Linked DNA regions of Takifugu rubripes: region 1 is linked to region 2. The links are chromatin contacts, called in public Hi-C maps. All regions are on one chromosome and are shown on one strand. Each heading gives the region's core, a stretch centred on a gene start, on an enhancer-like site or on the middle of the called end of the contact. The rest is flanking DNA. Distances are from core to core; before and after follow the strand shown. Region 1 holds the start of fam180a (family with sequence similarity 180 member A). Region 2 holds the start of cracr2aa (calcium release activated channel regulator 2Aa).

Evidence for each region. Hi-C and Micro-C count contacts between places; a contact is called where the count stands out from the background.
Region 1: a contact with region 2 is called in a Hi-C map of an unstated tissue, with 9 times the contacts expected there. The contact joins the promoter of fam180a here to the promoter of cracr2aa in region 2. A contact is called at or near these places in 2 of 2 Hi-C or Micro-C datasets (muscle and an unstated tissue).

The regions. Positions count from the first base shown.
Region 1 is chr9:4,615,718-4,620,912 of fTakRub1.2, reverse strand. It overlaps fam180a (family with sequence similarity 180 member A), which reads right to left and starts at 2,052. Exons shown (of 3, transcript XM_003967196.3): 1 at 1,824-2,052. The coding sequence starts at 1,902.
Region 2 is chr9:4,473,555-4,478,955 of fTakRub1.2, reverse strand. cracr2aa (calcium release activated channel regulator 2Aa) reads left to right here and starts at 2,953. Exons shown (of 18, transcript XM_029842017.1): 1 at 2,953-3,058; 2 at 4,730-5,097.

The DNA of each region.
Region 1 (5,195 bases), core at 803-3,302, 140 kb before region 2:
TGACCCGTTGTATAGTGTATTTTTGTATGTGTTTCTGTGCTCTGTGCCTCTCCTCTCCTCTCCTCTCCTCTCCTCTCCTCTCCTCTCCTCTCCTCTCCTCTCCTCTCCTCTCCTCTCCTCTCCTCTCCTCTCCCTCTCCTTCTCCTTCTCCTTCCCCTGTCCCTCTCCTCTCCTCTCCCTCTCCTTCTCCCTCTCCTCTCCTCTCCTCTCCTCTCCTCTCCTCTCCTCTCCTCTCCTCTCCTCTCCTCTCCTCTCCTCTCCTCTCCTCTCCTCTCCTCTCCTCTCCTCTCCTCTCCTCTCATCTCCTCTCCTCTCTCTTTACCCAGCCGGCCATCAGTAGGAGGGTCCCCCTACATGAGCCTGGTACTGCTTAAGGTTTCTTCCTGTTAAAGGGGAGTTTTTCCTTGCCACTGTTGCTTGTCTGGGGTTAGGCCCTGGGATTCTGGAAAGCGCCTTGAAACAATTCTGATTGTAAAAGATGCTATATAAATAAAGATTGATTGATTGTTTGATTGATTGATTGATTGATTGATTGATCAAACATGTCACAACTCAACACCCCATGTTATTAAAAACAAAAAGGAAGGACACTAGCAACACAGGAGGGTGCACTGAATATATATTAATGTGCAGATTTCTTTGAATGGAGAAGACAAGTGTCAAGAAGAAGCTGAGGTTAATGGTCACCTGCTGACACATTTCCCCTAATTGACACATCTCTGCTCTCCCTTAAAAAAAATGTCTACAACTATGTATTACAGTTATGGTAGGATGAAGAAAGCAAACACACAAGCTTACAACTTACAACATTAAAAATAGTTCCAGACCTAAAACTGTTAATGTTTTTTTTTTTTTTACATAAATTCGAGAGCTTAAAGAAGCGTGATGAGGATGAAGCTCTGTTTAAGAGATTTGGAGTTTAAATTCCTTTTGTTGCCAATAAATCACTGCAAATTTACACTTTACAAGGTTGGATTGCATCCTGGGAGAGATAATTGTGTAAACTTGAATTTTCAGTCTTTGACAAACTGATAGTTACTTGCCATTATTCTCAGTTGCTGGGTTATGTTAATGACAGCACTGAGCACACACACGGAGATCTTAAGATGCATTTTGGACTGCGTGCAGGTTTTTCCCTGCACAGAAGCTGTTTTCGACATTCGCTCATACTTTTATGTCCACCATGTGAGCACTATATCAACAGGATTGCAAAGGCCAGGAAAGAACTTCTGATGAATGCAGATCACTTCTTAGATCACTGTCGCCGGTCTATTATTCACATCTTCGGCTTTTAACCAGTGACTGACAGAACCAAGAAGGGACATAAATTAGCACAACATCCCACAGAAATGGCAGAGAAATACAGCTTCCTTACCAATTGAATGTTGAGCACTTCAGCGTGCGTTTCATTCATTTTTGTGAGATGTGTTTCCTCTCTTAGATCATTTTGGACACTACCTTTTTATTTAATCAGAAGCAGATGCAGAGGACTTCAGATTATAGCAGGAGACGTGAAGAAAAAACATTATCTGGTAGAGTTATGTTGAAATCACATTAAAATAAATTGATGCAAATTTTTCAATACATTTCAATACACATTCCAACTGTGTTTTATTATTTTGTTTTCAGTAATAATCTTTATATGTAAGATCTTTTTGTTTAAATAAATGTTTAAGGAGGCTAAACCACAAAAGAAATGTACAGCCAAGAATAATTGAGGCAGTTTTCACTGATTCATCAAAAAGACCTGAGGGTAAAATCTAAATCCAAAGAGCAACTTCTCCATTTAGTGGTGAGATAAGGAGTTTAAGTCCCACACTTACGTTGAGCCTGATGTCGTGCATCTCCTCTTCTGATGCAACAGCAGAAAAGACAAACGACAATTATCCTGCAGGGCAGCATGGTGGCGAATCACTCCAGTAACGTCTGTTGCCTGTAACTACAGAGTGTCTGCTGGACGGTATCGACTGTCTGTCACATCTCTCCCTCTCTTTTTATTCACACGACACAACACTTTCCAGAACTCCCCGACTCCATCTGACAGTGCTCTCTCCTCCCATTTACAGCTGATTGTGCTGTCTCTCTCTGTCCCTCTCTGTGTCCACCTCCTTACTCTCTCTCTCTCCTTCTCTTTTAAACCTAAATCTAATTTATGCCATATTCAGATTGCAATTACTTTGATGTTTTGTGTGAATGTGCATTGTCCCAGGTTCCCTTGTCTCGGCTCCTACTGAGGCGACTGTAAGTGTTGGCCCAGTGTTTCTGATATGTCTGGCTGTGGTCGACCGCTTGTTGCCAACATCTTTCTTTCTTTCTTAAAGACCGTCTCTTCTGTGTGCTTTGATCATCCAAGTTTGTCATTGTGTGAATCTTTGCAGTATAGCTCGCATCTGCACATTCAATCTTCGCCGTTTTATCATCTGTGTACAGCAGCTCATCAAAAGCTGATGTCAGACGCCCTCAGTGTTGCTTTAAACGAGTGTGGTGATGTAACAAATACAGAAAAAACTGAAAATATGTTGAACAGAGATTATTTCAATTTGATGTCTTTCGAATATCTTTGAACAGCCTGTATTTAAGATCTAACTAATTTGGAGTTTTCAGCGGTCCAGGGAAGGCTGAGGGCTGCGTATACAATAGCTCCTGTTAGAAATCCATGATCCATAAAGCCACTTTCCTTGCAGGTCAGAGTGCAGGAAACAGTCAATGCGTCAGTCAGGGCACTTGAGCAGGAAGAGATTTTGGGTTTGTCCGATGTTTCGATTAAACTTGTTCATCTTGGCTCATGACAGATGTCTTTGTTGGACTGTTGCACTGCTGGGATACGCTCCAGCAGCCCGTGACCTTGATTAGGAAAAGACCCGAGTTAACAGAAAATGGATGGATGGACGGTGTTCTTAGTTGAATGGCCCCTGCAAATTTAAATTTAATTACTTTAAGCTCCCCTCAGCCAAAAAGAGCAAAAACTAAAACTTGTTACTTGACTTAAACAACCAAACAGCTGTAAAAGATGCCTTTATTTTCAAGAGTATTAGTTAAAGAACTCTATTTTATTGTTATTTATCATTATTTGATTTGGGTGTACAGTACAGGTCATCAGTGGACTCTTGGCCTTCTGGTCTTTCTGAGGAATTCAGGCAAAGCTTGGTGCCAGACTGAAATGTGGCCCTTGTGCTGCTGCAGGGGGATTTCAGATCCACTCTGGACCTGGCAAGAGAACTGAGGCATCTGCAAAGCCTCCAAAAAGTACAGCTCAGGAACAGGCAAACTATTCTACCAACTATTCTTTCTCTGGGCAAGTTGAATGAAAATATTTTTCTGGGATGAAATCCAACCAAGTACTTGTCAGAAAGTGAAGGTAGATGCAGGCTATGGGTTAAGTTAGGGTATGTTTTCATGATCTTATGGACGAACTGGTTAACACAAAGTTAAAGATGTTGATCAGTAAATATAATTTTTAATGCTCAGTGTTTAACATGTCACCCAGAGCTTCATTAACAGAAAACAAGCAGAAACTAATAAATGAGGCCAAGACATGCCTGTGGACTGGCAACAGAGAACTTTAACTTTGTTCTGACTTTTATATCCCCCATAATTTATACGTCTCCATTTTAGACTACAGATTAATCTACTCCAAAACACTGTCAGCGTTACTCCAAGAAGAATGGGGATGATGTAAATCTGTTAAGACTGACAAACAGGCTTAGTTAATAGAAATTTGTTTAATATTCCAGACAAAACTGAATGGTATATGTTAAGATGTATTTTTTTCTTTAGACGAGTTTACCTCAACAAATCACTGACAATGGAACTGCGAAATATGCTCCAAATGTAAAAAACAAAACAAAAAACAACTGTGATAAACGTTTATTTCGACGCCCTTTAAATGTGTCTGCTGTTCCGCCTATGACCACTATACTGTACGTTACTTAAGCTTCTTAAATGCTCAGTATGACAATATAAATCGCATTTTCTACATCTTTCTATCTGATGTTTGATAATTTCAATCACAATTTCACAGGCAGTCATAACGCTTGTTTTAATGTAGAAGAGATGTTTATGAACGAGTTTTTGTTTCTAATATTTTTCTGATCGCACTGGTGCGTGATCATGTGAAATATGTAATAATAACACGTTTCCCCTAGATGTCAGTATTTACCAGCTGTACTCGCCACATGCCCTGTATTACCGGAAACCTTTTCTTTATTTAGCAGCGCGCCTGCTAGTTTAAAATCGATACGACTAGTCTTGCTACGGGGGTAGAGCGCACTGATTCTTTAAATATGATGCAGAGGCGCGAATTTCATTCCACTTTAATAGTTTCCACTTAATGTTATGCTTACCATCTTGGCAAAGGGTAAAATTATAATTTTCCTATCAATGCATCGACATAGTGTCTGCGACTTACAGTGCACGGGATCCACACATAGTGCTCAGTTTCCAGTTCACAGCAGGATTCCACAAACCTCTCAGACTTCTTGCAGATGGACTGTCAGCACTATGTAGGTTATATTACATGATGGTGCAGTCCAAACCAACTTTATGATCCAGTCAGCCACACTTCTGTTTCAATCTGACCTCTGGGGCACAAGATGATATCTATAGCTGGGGCTGTCATTCTTTTCCATTTAGTTCAGTGTTGCAATGGTGCATTTGGTCTTGATAGATGCAAAGTAGAGTAATGACTGAAATTAGCAGAATGGGGAAGCTCAGAATAGCCACACACTGCTATTGGAATGTAAATCTTTTCAAGTGCAGTTTGCATCCAAATTTCCATCTGAAACTGCATGTAAACAAACACTTTTGAACTGAGCTAAGATAGTTAGGATGCTTTCACAAATGACCTGCAATTTATGGCACTGGGTGCAGACATATAAGGTCGGTCAGGTCACTGAAACAGCAACTGCATTGTTTTTAGGTGGTATTCTCCCTCTCGTTTTTTTTTTTTTCTTTTTTTTTAAAAGAGGCATCGCAGCAGACTGAGCAAGAAACAACAACAGATTTTTGTCTCGAAATCAGACACAGATGGCAGAAATCTGCAGAGTAGACAAAAAAAAACTGTCCAAAGCGGGTTGAGATTTGAGTTTGCAATGCATGAATAATATCAATCTCATCACTACTTTCCACGGATTCTTTTTTAAAACCTCTCCTGTATTAGGCACAAAAGGTTGTGCACTCCCACCCATCACACCTGC
Region 2 (5,401 bases), core at 1,704-4,203:
GGGTGTACCACATCCTGGGAAAAACAGACCCGGTTGGTGAGAGCTTTAATCGCTGCTTTGCAAAAACAAAAACAATGCGCCTGGAGGAGAGCACTGTTTTGGGACTAGTACGCCTGCTGTGGGCAGGCCAGCAGCTCGGACACAGTTCAGAGAGGATATCTACACCCAAGGTGAACAGTTTAGTTTTCAAGATGTGGCAAACAAATGATTGATTTTTGTTCTTAAAAATATGCACTTTCAATGGATTTCAACAAAGGTGGAGATAGTTGAAAGCAATAATTGCTAGATGACATTACCACACCTTCAACACTAATTTTATGTCAATGTTTAAATACAACTGAACAATTTTGGCCATATCCCATTAGGCAATATGGGTTAAAATGCTACACCTCATCATTAGTGTTGCCTGAAGCCTACATTTAGAGGCCTTGTAGGTGACAATGCCCCTTAAGTTTGAACCCAATAGTTTTCAATTGTTTATAGCCAGAGGACAAAGCTTCGGTCATAAACTTTAGCAATCTTGCTGATATGATGCAGAAAAGCAAATTCTTTGCTTTTCTCTGCATCAAACTGGGTCTAAAAGAGGCCACAAGGAAAAGCAGATCCTGACTCTGAGTGGTGAAACAGCTCACATGCAAGAAATGCATACTCATCCACAGGGACTATCTGAGATCATGGCCACATATGACCCCCAGAGACCCTGAAAGCATCACCATTGATCAAGTGATGTCAGTGCTTCCAAGGTCTTGGAGCATGATGACATTGCAGACCCGCATCGCTGGTTTTTCTTGCCACTCTACTCCTGTTCTCCTCTCTGAAATGCCTCCCATAGGTCCTGAAGCGGATCTGTGCTCAGCTTGTGATTGCGACGGCGGTTTCCTGTCCCCACATAAGCGTCATGGAAGTTGCCTTGGAATCAGGCCCACATGCAGACCTCATTAGAGAACATCAGGAGGTAATCAGGAGACAGCATCCTGCACTGTGCAGATGTATATTCTGTGTGCATAAATATCAATCACTGAAAATAGAATTTAAAAACAACTGGATCAAATCGAAAAAATTAACAATCACTGCTGTTTCAGTGCATCCAGTCATGCAAGAAATATGTGCTTTCAAAGTTAATTTCTTTTATCCGAAAATGTAAACACATCTGGCTCCAAAGCGTCACTTTGCACGCATGTGTTTACCAGTAAATTGGCCTTGTTAAAACAACTTGACAAGGAGTCTTCTTCACATGCGGAACATCCGCGTATTTTCAGTTTGTGAAGCCTGAAACCTTAACAGACGTGGCCGACTCCGCTGCTCAATGAGGCAGAGACGCTTTTATGTTTCGTTATAGGGATTGCTCCCAGTAGATCGGAGCCACTTATCACCACGCCGGGTTCATGTTCATCCGCGCAAGTTCTCGGTCCCGGACCAGGTGGATAATGCGAGACCTGCTAGTTTTATGTCGGAGAACAAATGCAGATGTTCCAGGGTTTTTATTAGAAAAACAGGTGCGGAGCGTGCTGAACAATAACAGGTCTTTTACCGCCCCCATCTGAGCATCATGGGAATTACAGCGGCACAAAACGGGGCAGATTATTGTTTATTTTACAGTTAATAATTAAAACATTTACGCATTACAGAATTAGCATTTAGACGAGTTAGCTATTGTGTAATGAATATAAAAGTCAGCACACATTCAGTATTTTTCTTTAATTTTACAATTTGTCCACATCTTCAATTATCTGACAAATTATGCTTTATCTATTATTATATAATAGATATATAATAATATATATAATATATGGTCACACTATGTCAAATATCAACTGTAGACGGTAAGATATCAGTGACACACGTTCACAAGTTATATTTTTGTTATGAAGAGTCAATTCACCATATATGATAAAAGGTAATAATTAGGCAATAATTGGCCATTTTATTGGAAATTTTAAGAGACCAATCTCAATATTGAAAACTGAACATGAATCAATCTTTTTCAGAACCTCGTCTGGATTTGATGATTGCCCCATCCCCTCAGACCAACTGTCATCCAGTCAGACATTCATGCTGCAGATCTTTGCTCCCTTATGTTTCTTGGCTTGCGAAAGTACCATCTGTTTGTTTTTAGAGTATAATAGTTTTACTCTAATAACTGATCTTATGGGTTTCTTCTGTTTTAATATCCTTCATTTTCAGGTCTGTGCATGGGTTCATCCTCAATATGAGACCACAAAGGGCCCTCTGTGTGAAAAGGCCTGTGCATTTTATAAGTTTGAAAAAAGTTTTGTAGTTTTACTTGCAAGACTTGTGAAGGTATTGAAGCCCAACAAAACCCAGAGTATATTGAATATTCCAATGCGTAGAATAGTGCAATTTTTGCATGTCATTGCCCAGATGTTGACAACTCCACTAACTGGTCATGCTCATGAAGATAACTAAATAGTTAGAAGTCTTCATGATATTATCAATTCCACATGCTGATTTCCTGCGATGACATGTCAGCACATCTGGAAGACACTTTGGAAGACATTGCAAAAGATCAGATTACTGCCTTCTGTGAATTTATTGTAATTGCTGTCTCACACTTGGACTGGCTTTCTGGCTCTAAAAGAAAGAACTGCGTATGAAATATGAACACATGCAGCTTCAACTGCTGGGTGTTTGGTCTTGATTAGAGATCACTGATCTGCCGCCTGTGACCGAGATCATGAAACCGGTCTCCTTAACAGCAATTAAAGATAGAATTTTGCCAGAACCGTGGACGAAACGTTGCAGTATTTCCATGCTTAAATAAATATGCAAACATTTGATGATTAATGATGCTGGAACACGCTGATGAACACAGAAAATCAGAATATTTTAGTGTTTCGAACCCGGATCTACACGTGAAAAGTGCGCTCGACGGGAACGTCTGTGAGCTTGTGCGATTGTACATCCGCGTTCCTGTTGCCATGGTAGTCGAAGCCCCTCCCTCCATTTTAGCGCCATCATGCTCGGTCACTCAGAAACGGATCTGACGGAAAGCGACTCAGCCGAGTCATCTAACCTGAATTTCACTTTTCATTTACAGGTAATTAACCTATTTTTTCTTGCAACGCCGCTTTATCTGCTCAGGATTAACATCGCGGGAGTTTGCATGCTGTCTTAATTAACTCGACAGTCCGGTTTGACTTTGCAAATGTGCTCTTGACTTGACTGGGTGAGGGGAAAAAAAGTTGATTTGGTCTGCCCGGCGTATGTGAGGCAATGGTGTGGCAGGAAATTTCACGAGTTAAAAGTTTGTAAAAGGAAGTAGAAACTTTTTCTGTCTTTCACGTGTGTTGTGGAAATAATGATAGAAGAAGAAAGGAAGTCCCTTCAGGAAGTGGAGCGACTTTTAAGTTGCGTCTTGTATTAACTTCAAAAATACTTTAAATTACACCTCAGATGGCTCCTGTTATTCAAACAAGTCATTCCTTTAGGTCCATTTACAACTGAAGTTTAACTCTTTCCCATCTAGTTGGAAAACCGTGACAGGTGAATATGGCCTCAAGCGAAAATGTCAGTCTTTTATGTTCTCAGATTAAGTTTCTCTTTTTAAAATCTTCATATGTTGTGTTCTGCAGAATTAAATACGTAATATATACTGTACAGTGTATATATATATATATATATATATATATATATATATATATATATATATATATATATATATATATATATATATGTATGTGTGTGTGCAAGATGTGTGTTTTGTGTAGTATTTACAGAGATGGAAAAACTTATCAAAAAACATTTCCTTGATTTTACAAGTATTTGTCTTAGTGGTAGAACAGTAAGATGTCTATGTCTTATTTATTTTTAAGGTTTGTGCAAGTGAGTCGTTGGTCACCACAACCCACAGATTGTTGTGGCTTTAAATGTCAAACTCTTCCTCCTATAGATGTGCAGGTTAAGAAAAAGTCACCGTCAAATAATCTATACACCTTTCATATCTTAATATAATGGACTCATATTACAAAATATTGTTGAATCAGCAGGTCACCTAAGTTCCCCCATAAATTTCCTCTCATGCCTTAGTTCACGTGTCAGTCCACACTTTCCTGGTGAGGTTAGTCACGCTTAGTGTTGCACAGTGGGCAAGAATTTTGCCACATTGTAGATATATTGAGAGGAATTAATCTTTTTATTTTTATTTTGGAGGATTAAAAGCTTGGGCCTCCTGTGTGTTTGTGTGTTACAGCATGTCCCTGATCTTGTCCCTGTCCAATATCTTTCTACCTGTCTTTTTCCAGTCCCACATATCAGCATTTGCATGGATCAACACACACGTAGTCTGCTGCATATGTGCACTCTTCCAAACCAGCGAAACATTAATACGTAGTCTGAGTGACTAATATGTCAATATTTCTATGCAAACAAGGCTCTTGTCAGTGTACTAGAACTTTATTTTCAGTCTTTTATTTTCAGTTACTTGTCAGTCCACGTTAGCTTCAGATGGGTCATTGTCCCAGACGTAAAGGTCAATAACAGCAGTTTGCAAAATTAGACTGCTCACATCCTTTTTACTCTAAATATTTAATGACTTGTATAACTTAGGGTTGTACAATAATATCAGCGTTATAAAACACCAGTCTTACCTTGCAGTGGCTCATATGCTTCACAAACAGAAAAAAAGAAAACAACTCTTTTTCTGGGGCTGGATTTTATTAAAAACCCTCTTCTGCTGTCCCTCTCCTTGTTTCATCGACTTATTACATAGGTAGTTGCTAAGAGATGGGAGTTAGTGACAGTGCTCAGAGGCTCTGATGTCGAGCAGCCTGGGGTTCTCCAGGATCTGTAAGCGCCGCAGCTCAACTGTACCCGACTCATATGAAGGACGGAGGGAAACATCCTCAAAGCGACACACTCACCGAAGCCATGGCGGCTTCAGCGCTTTCCCGCGCCGCCGCTAACGACGCGAGCAGCTCATCGGTGCGAACTTCGCGGCAGAGAAGAGGCAACAGCGAGGCGTCGGATACCTCTGAGACCAAAGATGTGGGGCGCAACACTGTCCAGGAGAAAACTCTGGAGTTCTTTCAGATGTGTGACATGGAGAACAAGGGCTTCATCACCCGTCGTGACATGCAGGTAAGATTTTAAAGTAGCCAGTATACTTTAGTGTATGCGGTCACAGAGACAAAGTGATTGGTTTGCTGTCAGCTGGTCATTTAACATGTGAAATATATAGTTAACTAACTTCAAAATCAGAGGGTGGTTAATTGATGCAACATTTATTTGGTATTTATATCTATATTTATCTGGTATTTTCATAATGGCCGGGAAAAGTGTGTGTGTTTATTAATGAGGCTGAAAGCCCACTTTATTTGAAGAAGCCGTGATACAAAGAGCCACGTGGACGCTTTGTGCCGAAACTCCTCCGCTCACATTAATG